2 separate regions of the Sus scrofa genome follow, and region 1 is linked to region 2. The links are chromatin contacts, called in public HiChIP or PLAC-seq maps. All regions are on one chromosome and are shown on one strand. Each heading gives the region's core, a stretch centred on a gene start, on an enhancer-like site or on the middle of the called end of the contact. The rest is flanking DNA. Distances are from core to core; before and after follow the strand shown.

Region 1 (4,982 bases), core at 2,000-4,499, 920 kb after region 2:
TTCTGCATAATCAGATTTTTAAAAATATACCTATGGGAGTTCCCACGTGGCTCAACAGGTTAAGAACACAATGCTGTCTCTGTGAGAACGCAGGTTCCATCCCTGGCCTTGCTCAGTGGGTTAAAGATATGGCATAGGTTGCAGAAACGGCTTAGATCCCGTGTTGTCACAGCTGTGGCATAGGCCACAGCTTCACCTCCAATTTGACCCAGGGCCCAGGAACTTCATATACCACAGGTGCGGCCATAAAAAGAAAAAAATGTGTATATATATGCCTATGTTTTTATTGAAGTAACATCTATCATAGGAAGTCTCAGTCACAAAGAGTAACAGCAAATAATTACAACGTGAACTTCAAGTAAATTAATTCACTTAATCTTTGAGGTACTGTACAATTACTGTCTTCATTCTAAATAGGAGGAAATAGACCCAGAGAGGTTATTTGGTCAAGGTCACACAGCTAGTAGGTAGCAGAGGCCACGATTCAAAAGTAGTCATTTTCGGCTCCAGTGGCCATGCTTTTAGCATTAAACTAAGCTCTGCAGAGCTCCACACATCAAAAAAGGGGGGAAATAAAACCCTTCAATGGTTGATTTCCTTTTTGGAAATCCCACGGCATGTGGTAGTTCCTAGGCCAGGGATCAAATCTGTACCAACGCAACAGCTGGAGCCACTTCAGTGACAATGCCAGATACTTAACCTGCTCCTGTTCCCTTAACCAAGGGAACTCCAATGGCCAATTTATTCATTTGTAAAAACAGAATTCCTTGAAAGTTAATGCTAGTATTGGTAAGAATTTAAGTATCATTACTGAATACTGACAAGTTTGCAAGTATATTTGTAGAATTGAATAGAGGCCACATACCCAGAATCGTCCCCTGCCTGGGAGCCCTGCACTTTCTTTTCTGTCTCATTATTGCTGGAAGTTTCTCTCACAGCCTTTTTCCTCATTTTTTCTGAAGTATATACACTGCTTATAGCATGCAAACTTGGCTCCATCAAGTTCTAAAGTCAGTTCAGCCCAGAAGATGATATTAGCTGCCTCAAACAGCAGAGAAGAGGTCTGAAACAACCCCTAGGGAAGTATGCCTTGAATGAAACAGTATACAGAATAATAAGAAAAGGGCAAGATAATAGTATGTACAGGATGACAACAAAGGACATAAGACAGGCATGTGACTCAGATTGAGCCTAAGGACAGTAAATCAGGGAAGAGGTGACACTTTAGTTTAGTAGTTCTCAATCCTAGCTGCAAATCAACATCACTTAGGCAGCTTAAACAAACAAAAAATCTGATACTTTGGTTCCCACAGTGAAATCAAAATCTCAGGAGGTGGGGCCCAGGGACAGGATTTTTGAGATCTTAGGATGACTTTAATGTATAACCAAGACTGGAACCCTGTATTTCAGGTGGAAAATACATGTCAGCATGTAGCAAAAAAAAAAAAAGTAAATGTAAATGTAAGAAGAGTACGCTTTGGAAATTATTAGGCATTTGTCAAGCTTAAGAAGACCGTATTGGTTAGATGTAAGGGGTTAGAAAAGAGAGGTGGGCAGGGAACACAACCCCTGAAAAGACTAGATGTCAGGCAAAAGACGGCCTAGGAGCTCAGTGGAAGAGTTTGAGCAGAAAAGCTATAACTGCTTTAGGTCAGCAGCAGAGTGGAAAATATCTCGTGACTGGTGATTATAGGGGCTGAATAGAGGGAGTCGTCCAAAAATTGAGGCTCTAAAATGCAGCAGCGACAGGGTGGATGGTCAACTGCAAGAGACGCCGCGACGTAGCGGGTGCAGGCGAGACTGCGGAACCCGTGGCCGGCTCTGGCCGGCGCCGCCCTCCCGGCTCCCAGCACCTCGGTGGGGAAGGCCGGCGGTCCGCCCCTCCCGCAAGCTGTCGCAACAGAGTCCCCGTACAGGCTGCCGCCCCGCACCTGCTTGGGTTGCATTCCTGAAAGGCCAAGTGTTGACGATCAGCGGCAGAGGGCTGGAGCTGCGTACCGGGGCTGCGCCGAGCAGCAGCATCAGCAGCAGGATCGGTTTCTGCGCCATGGCTGCGAGCCAGGAAGGAGCTGAGAAAGGTCACAGCCGCCACCAGAGGTCACAGTAGCCGTGGCCGCCGCAGATCCCCGGTCCGCGACCCAAAACTCGCGATCCCCGGAGCCCCGCCCACCTGGACCCACGCCCACTTCCTTGGGGCCCGGCTCGGGCTCGTCAAACTCTCGCGAGACGTGTTTTACTCCCCGGGTCGCCTTGGGTTCCTCTTTAATTCCGTTTTATGTCTACGCAGATGATTTGATTTGATTTTTTAATGCTCAAGCGAAAGTTAGCATGAAATTACACAGCCTTGGCTTACACGACCCTTGGAACTTTTGAGTTTGCTTTTAACTTGTTAGCCTCTTATTAAAAATTGGAGTTGGTAAATTTATGACACTCGCAGTGTGCTGGGTGGGGTTCCTGGCCGCAGAGAGCTGGGTGGTTAAGTATAGGTGAAACGTGAGTGCTTAGAGCCAGGTTTATTTTAGTTTTCTCCCGCCCATGCCTTCAGTCTTCTTTCCACCGCTTCTTTTTGTAGGACGTACTCTCGTTGTTAATCTGTGAGTCGGAAGAAAAAGAAACTGCCTGAAGAAGCAGAAATTAACTGCACAGTTTACTGAAGTGTACCTACCTTCCTGCACCTCCAGGGCTAGAAGCCACCTCCATTCCTTTTTGAACGTGTTTTACCTCCTGCCTGCACCATTAAGTACTTAATAAACGTTTGAATGAAGGCAGAATGGAGACTTTACCTTGTTGAAAGATGAACTGAGGCAAGTTAAAGATTTTGGAAGCTTTTTAAGTAGCCATACCATGAAACATAAGTATTGTTGAAAAGTTCATTTATAACTTTTACATATGTATTTAGTCTACTTGCTCAACATTTAGATTTGCTCTTGGAAATGTCATGACACAGTAACAGCTAATTTTAAGTTATCTTTCTTGATGACAAAGTCTGCAATAGCGATAATGAGCTTATTTATATTTTAGTAAACCGAGGTAGAATAAGAGTATTATATTTAATGCTGATAGCACCAAAGACTTGCCTATTGTAATTAAATCGACAAAATTAGGTTTTATTTACTGGGGATTTTCCTACATCACGTGAACTTGAAAAACATTTGAATTAGTTTCTATATTTCTTCAAGTATACTTGATTTATGTAGTGTTTGTCTTTAAGCCAGTTAAATATAGAGCTCTTTACAAGTTAATTTTGGCAATGCCATCCAGAGGTTAAATAGAAATCACACATCTGGAGAGAGGACAAGATGGCGGAGGAGTAGGGGGACACGCTCGCCCTCTCCCACAAACACAACAAAAAAAGCACATCTACAGAAGAAATGACTCGCACAGAACAACAACCAATCGCTGGCAGAGGAACCTAAACTCCAATAACGGCAAGAAGTTCGTGACATTATTGGGCAGAACGGGAGAAAAGAGGAGAGTGAGAGAAGGTGAATCCGAGCGGGACGGGCGCTCCCGAAAGGGAACTGCGGAGGAGAAAGGGATCCCGCACCCTGGAAAGTCTCCTACCGGGGGAAAGATCAAACGAACGGGAGGAATCTCCAGATGCAGAGAAGAGTGTAGCAGTAAGTCGGAGTACGGAAAAACGATCAAGAACCCAACGGACCATCTGAACTACGGGCACAGTCACCAAAAATTGAGACGCCTGGGTGGGGGCTGGGCACCGAATCCTCGGCTCCAGAGGTTAGTCCCCGGGAAAGGGCCGGGGGACGCCTGGGTGGGGGCTGGGCACCGAGACCTCAGCTCTGAAGGTTGGTCCCCGAGAGGGGGCCGGGGGACGCCTGGGTTGGGGCTGGGCACAGAGACCTCGCCTCCGAAGGTTAGTCCCCAAGAAAGGGCCGGGGGGCGCCGCCTGGGTGGGGGCTGGGCACCGAGACCTCGGCTCCAGAGATTAGTCCCCGGGCTAGGGGGCGGGGAAGAGCGGAAACTGCTTGGGAGGTCTCTAAACCATTTGACGGGGCAGAGACTGCCTGGGAGACTAGAAAACAAAGCTGTCGCAGAGGAAGGGAGCAATACTCTAGGGGCGGGGAAGTGGAAAGCCGCCTCAGAGGGAACCTGGGAGAAGAGCCTGGTCTGCGCCCGTGCTGGGGAGGGGAGAGAAGAAGGGGTGGGTCCCCATAGAATACCCCCCACGCCACAGCAAGCTTACAGGCCCGCTAGCTAGCAGAAAGCTGTGCTTCCCAGTGCATTCCCTCCCCCCACCCCCGCCACCCCCTACGCTCTCGCCGAACCTGGGGCTGCCTGCCATCCAGGAGGGCTGGCCTCAACAATTGCCTGAAGCCTACCACCGCAGGGGCTCTCCCTGCACAGGCCTGCTTGCCCTTTGGAGGGGCTACACTTCCACAGAGCAGCACCAAACACCACCAGGCCCCTAGAAAAGGCCTGCAGCCCAGAAAAGCTAGAACAAGCCTAGCCAGGCCGTGAATAGATCGACCTAATTCTCCGACGGTTTTTCTGAGACGGGCTCCCCCGGGGAGGAGCCTCTTGAGTCTCCAAGGGCCTTGCTACACGCCCAAGACCCCAGGGGGTGCTAAGACCTAGTGGACCAGCTGCATAGGACTGCCAGCTCCAGGCAGGACCCCCTGCAGCCCAGAAAAGCTGCAACAAGCCTGGCCGAATTGGGAAAAGATCTCAGACGGTCTCTCTGAGTCGGGCTGTCCTGGGGAGGAACCTCTTGAGTCTCCAAGGGCCCTGCTACCCGCCCAAGACCCCAAGGGGTGCTGAGACCTAGTGGACCAGCTGCATAGGACTGCCAGCTCCAGGCAGGACCCCCTGCAGCCCAGAAAAGCTGCAACAAGCCTGGCGGAATCGGGAAAAGATCTCAGACGGTCTTTCTGAGTCAGGCTGTCCTGGGGAGGAGCCTCTTGAGTCTCCAAGGGCCCTGCTACCCGCCCAAGACCCCAGGGGGTGCTGAGACCTAGTGGACC
Region 2 (4,978 bases), core at 783-3,282:
AAGACACAATGAGAAAACTACAACAGAATAAGAGATCTTCCCACCCCATCCCTACTCTGCTCCTATTGTTTTGGGATGTGTTTTGGGAATTCCTAGTCACTCAAGTTCAAGCCATCATGTCAGGACAATAACATTAATTTCATTTGTGCTTTTGCATCTACTTTCTGCCATATTTTGCACACACCCCTACCTAAGCAGTTGCTGTATCATTGATTTTGACTCTGAAATTTCTCATCAGTCTTCCTTTTTTTTTGGTCCCATTGTCATCAACCTCAGTCACTTACTCTCTACTTTTATTTTGTAAATGGCTATCAGTTCAGTGATGCTACTCTTATTTAATACATAATTTCCTGCAATATAAGATCCCAACTTTTTGGCCAGATTTTCTACAATAGGTCCTTATTTTACCTTTCCAGTGTCTTTCCCACCTAATCCTTTATACATACACTGTTTAGCTGGACCAGACTACTGGGTATCTCCTAGATAAACCCATACTTGCAGTCCAGTATCTTTTAGAATACTCTTCTTGGACATCAACACCTATAACAATAAGCATCCTTTCTCTAGAGAATCCTATATTAAGTATACCTAATTGTCTTGTTTATCACTGCGCTAAATATTTTAGATACTGTTTTTGTTTCACATGACCACAGATGCAATTTCTTCCTCTCCTGAAATTCACAGCATTTTACAACTTCCTCTGTGTTTCAGATTTCTCTGTTTTTATTTCATTGACTCTACTGGATTATAAAATTCAGGAGGGTAGAATCAATTAGTACACATCTCTGTTATCATGTGTAACACAGTAGGCATTCAATAAATTGTGGCTTTACTGAATAAACTGTGGCTGCCTGGAAGACAAAAATTTACAGTTTAACTCAACTAAGGATCTCTCCTTAGTTCATAGTTCGTTAGTTTTGCATTATTTGGCTCTACTCCAATTTAGCAGGGACCTTGTCTTATCAGGGCTGCACTCTCAAAGCCTAGAACTGAACCTGGCATAGCTGGCCCTTAGTAACAAACAACCCTAACTGTACACTATATGAAAACTGAGTGATTAACGAATAATGCAAAGAAGCCAGGGCTCAACAATAGACAAGATAAACCAGCATAAGGCTCAGATCATCATTTTCTGGTTTGCCCATCTTATACTAAGCTAGGTGTTCTTAGACTCTTTTGGTTTATGGATACAAAATTACAAATTTTTTTTCAGGGAATTACTGGGTCCTCTGAATCCCATTTTTATAATCACAAAAAAAAAATGTAGCTGCCAGAGGAACAAAGGTGTTGAGAGACCGTTAAGGTCAGGGATTGGCATAGTCTGAACCTTACAGCCTCTGAGGGCCACTGTGTATTGATGGATTTAAATTATAAATGTATATTTTTTATATTTTCTTTCTTTATATATGATACATATGAAATATTTTAAGTAAAAATTTAAATTATACCATGTGTGGCACAGCAATTTCACAACCATCACCTCCTTTGATCCTAAGAACCCAGCGAGGTCATTCTTTTGGTTATAGGATCCACCTTGTTAACATGCAACAATTTAAAACTGGTAGCGGCACCCTTATAGTCTAAAACAGCTTTAGCTGCCATAGGAAGGCAAAGCATGAATAGGAGCTGGTCTGAGGTTGGGCGTGGAAAGTAAAGGCCCTCTAAGCCCTCCCAAAAGCTGAAGTTCTAACTCCAGGTGTGACAAAAGACCAGGGGTTTTGGAGAGTGCTGCTTCCAAACGCGATACGTCGGGACACACAGCAAACTACCTTGCTTAGCTGAGGGTTTTAGGTGCAAATCGACGGCACCTAAGCACCCAAGAGGCCACAGACGCAGACCGCTTGAAAAAGGCCTGAGAAAGAAGGTTGACGGGCTTGGAGGCCAGAGGAGAACCGAGAAGGTGGCCCTTCCGCGGCAAAGCCCAGCACCTCCCCTGCTCGTCGCTGATTGGTGGAGGCGCCAAGGAGGGGCGGGCTTGCTTGAGGCTCAGTCTCGCGGGTTCGGCTCGTCCCGCCCGCTGGTGGGTGTGTCTGGGAGGCGGGGGCGCGCTCGCACGCGTCGCGGGACCGGAAAGGAGGCGGGGCCGCGACGGCGCGCCCCCGGAACGCGCGGCGCAGGCGGCGCGGATCGCTGGGAGCCGGTCCGCGGCCGGAACGGGGTCCCGGGTGTGCGTGTGGAGCGGGGCTCGGGGCGTCCGCCGCGATGAACACGGTGCTGTCGCGGGCGAACTCGTTGTTCGCCTTCTCGCTGAGCGTGATGGCGGCGCTCACTTTCGGCTGTTTCATCACCACCGCCTTCAAAGACCGGAGCGTCCCGGTGCGGCTGCACGTCTCTCGGATCATGCTGTGAGTGCGGCCGAGGCCGGGCGGCGGGCGGGCGCCGAGACCGGGCGGCCGCGCGGGGCGACGAGCCGGGCGTCTGCGCTTCCCCGGGGCCCCTCCCGAGCGACCCTCGCTCCCCAGTGTCCAGCCGGGCGGAACCCGCAGCTCCCCGGTCCCCCCTCGGCGCCCACCCTCCGCCTCATCTTCCCGGGCTTGCTCTTAAATTTTAATTTTGAGCGTTACTCCGGCCGGTGCCTCTGCGTCCTTCCTGTTCCTCACTTCCCTCTGCCCGCGCGGGCCAATGAGGGAGCAACACAACAGCAAAACGGGCGCCGCTCCCCGCCTCCCGCCTCCGGCCCTGCGCCGGAGTCCAGTAGCAGCCACCCCCGGGCTGCCCACAGCCCGACCCGATCCGAGCCCGGCCCGCAGCCCCTCCCCAGGGCCTTTCCTCGCAGCACCGACTCGCTGCGGCTGCCAAGTTGGCGGCCGAGGTTGGGATGCCCGGAGAGGACTGGGCATCCCAGTGCCCTGATAAGACGTGTTTTCAGTTTTATTTTTGAAGGGCCGGTTGCTTTAGTACATCTGGGAGAATGTCCCAAGTCGAATTTTGAAATGACATTGTCCTTTCGCTAATGCCTATTTTTTTTCCTTTCTAATTTTTATTCTCTAGCACTTTTTTCTTCGATTCTAGCTATTTCCGCCCCCCATCCCCGCTCTCTTGTCTGGCTTCTGTATGCCTTCTTCCATGTGCGCTCTCCTTCAACCTTAGTTTTATTTCTAAGTCAGAATTGTCAACCAGCCAGTTATCTCAGAGCTGTCCCCTACTCTACCCTTTCCTATATTGATGTTTGTTAGTTACTATTTTTTTTTAGATTGAAATAGACCCAGGCTGGCAATCACGGCTGTTCCTTGCTCTGGGAGGGATCAGCAGAGCTTGGCGCATTGTGAACACGGAACAGCTGTTAGCTACTGAGAATCTTGAGCAAGTTTCTTACCGTTCTGGGCCTTCGTTTCCTTTTGTCTAACTCGTGGGCATGTTGTGAGGATTGAGATAATTGTGAAAAATATGTAGTGGACCTGACCCAGACACTTAGTAAGTGCTCAGTAAATACAGCTGTTCATTTTATGTTCATTACACACCACCTTGTAGTAATTTCCTTCTACCCGTTGGACCAAATCACTTGACATCAAGTATTTACACCTTCTATGAATAGTTTTTAATCTGCTCCCTGGGTTTTGTGAGGGATTCTTTTAGGTTAAATGAAAGTAGCTGATGACCCATTTTCATAGTGGATTAAGATGTTTATCCTGTTTTCACATAAATTTTTCTGATTTTTACTTGTTTCTTTGTGGGATTGTTTTTTCAGATGTGCATACAATTAGACCCCTGTCTTTCACTTTATGTGAAGAATTTTGTGAATTTTATATGCTGTTATGTTGGAAGGATGGTAAAACTATTATCTTTACTTCTAGAAAAAATGTAGAAGACTTCACTGGACCTAGAGAAAGAAGTGATCTTGGATTCATTACTTTTGATATAACTGCTGATATCCTTTTCAGAAAATACTTCATTGATTTCTCTCTAGTTTGATAATATACATGTTAGTGATTGGGGGGCAGTAAGTATGTTTATTCATTGAATCAGTCAAACCTTGGAAATTTCTGTGCCTATGTTTTCATCGGTATAATCATGCTAATATCTCCTCATTCATACCTTAAAGAAACTTATTTATAGATTCATGAGTTATTATTGTGTGAACACACTTTAAATCTTCACAGAAACAGTAAATAGATCTAAAGCTACAGGAGAGTTTGAATCTATATATTGGAAAGAAAATGAAATTAGATCATTGAGACTAAAGAAGAATGTTACCAGAACTCAGCCTACCTAGATGTAGTATTTCACGTACAGTCTTAAAGAATATATGCATATTTTGTGATAGCAGAGAGAAACATATGTAAAAAAGTGATTTGCATCTCCTATGGTTCAGGTCGTTACCAGATGATTATTAGTAAACCGTATTAGCATTTTGCCATTATAGTTCTTTTTATAAGTGCTTTTATAATGAAATTCAGAGAAATCTTAACAATTGCAAGAGTTACTTAAAAATATTTAAATATTTTCTCTTTATTCTGAATTTCCACCTTTTGATTTTGGCCAGTTGTATCTTCTCAAAGGTCAAAGATTACCACATTGGCAGCATTGTTCTCTGCTGCTTTTAGGATCTCACCTGCCTTTTTAAAACCCTGGGATTAAAATTGGTTATGGAGGTTGAACTGTCTCAATTTGTGTAAAACAGTTGTTTGAAGAATGGAAGCAGGTTATGTACCTGGGAAGTTTATCTGACATGCCTCTTTACTACCCTGAAATTAGTTTTAACTTTATTTTTTAGAAAATAATTACTAGGTTTAGAAATAGACTAGGAATTAGTTTTGTAGGCACCTTTTTAGGAAATAGAGTAGACCATCAGAAAAGTCCTATATTAAACTTCTGCTTTTAAATCTTCAAGTCTTTTTTTTTTTTTTTTTTTTTAAGCTAGTGAGTGGGAGTTGGGGTCTAGTGTGATAGTAGGAACTTGTGTATCTGGGCAGTTATAGGGAAATTTCCTGATATCTCAGTTATTATGTATTCTCAATCTTATCATTTGTAGAGTTTC

What was found. HiChIP or PLAC-seq counts read pairs in DNA pulled down with a chosen protein or histone mark.
Region 1: an H3K27ac HiChIP or PLAC-seq map of alveolar macrophages shows a contact between it and region 2. The contact joins the promoter of AGA here to the promoter of SPCS3 in region 2. A contact is called at or near these places in 2 of 5 promoter capture datasets (fetal liver and liver), 4 of 47 Hi-C or Micro-C datasets (heart right ventricle, liver and skeletal muscle) and 1 of 2 datasets of contacts at active chromatin or transcription factors (alveolar macrophages).

What each region holds. Positions count from the first base shown.
Region 1 is chr15:39,711,317-39,716,298 of Sscrofa11.1, forward strand. It overlaps AGA (N(4)-(Beta-N-acetylglucosaminyl)-L-asparaginase), which reads right to left and starts at 3,250. Exons shown (of 9, transcript XM_001927332.7): 1 at 1,932-3,250. The coding sequence starts at 2,049.
Region 2 is chr15:38,788,573-38,793,550 of Sscrofa11.1, forward strand. SPCS3 (signal peptidase complex subunit 3) reads left to right here and starts at 2,033. Exons shown (of 5, transcript XM_003133320.4): 1 at 2,033-2,345; 2 at 3,795-3,868. The coding sequence starts at 2,203.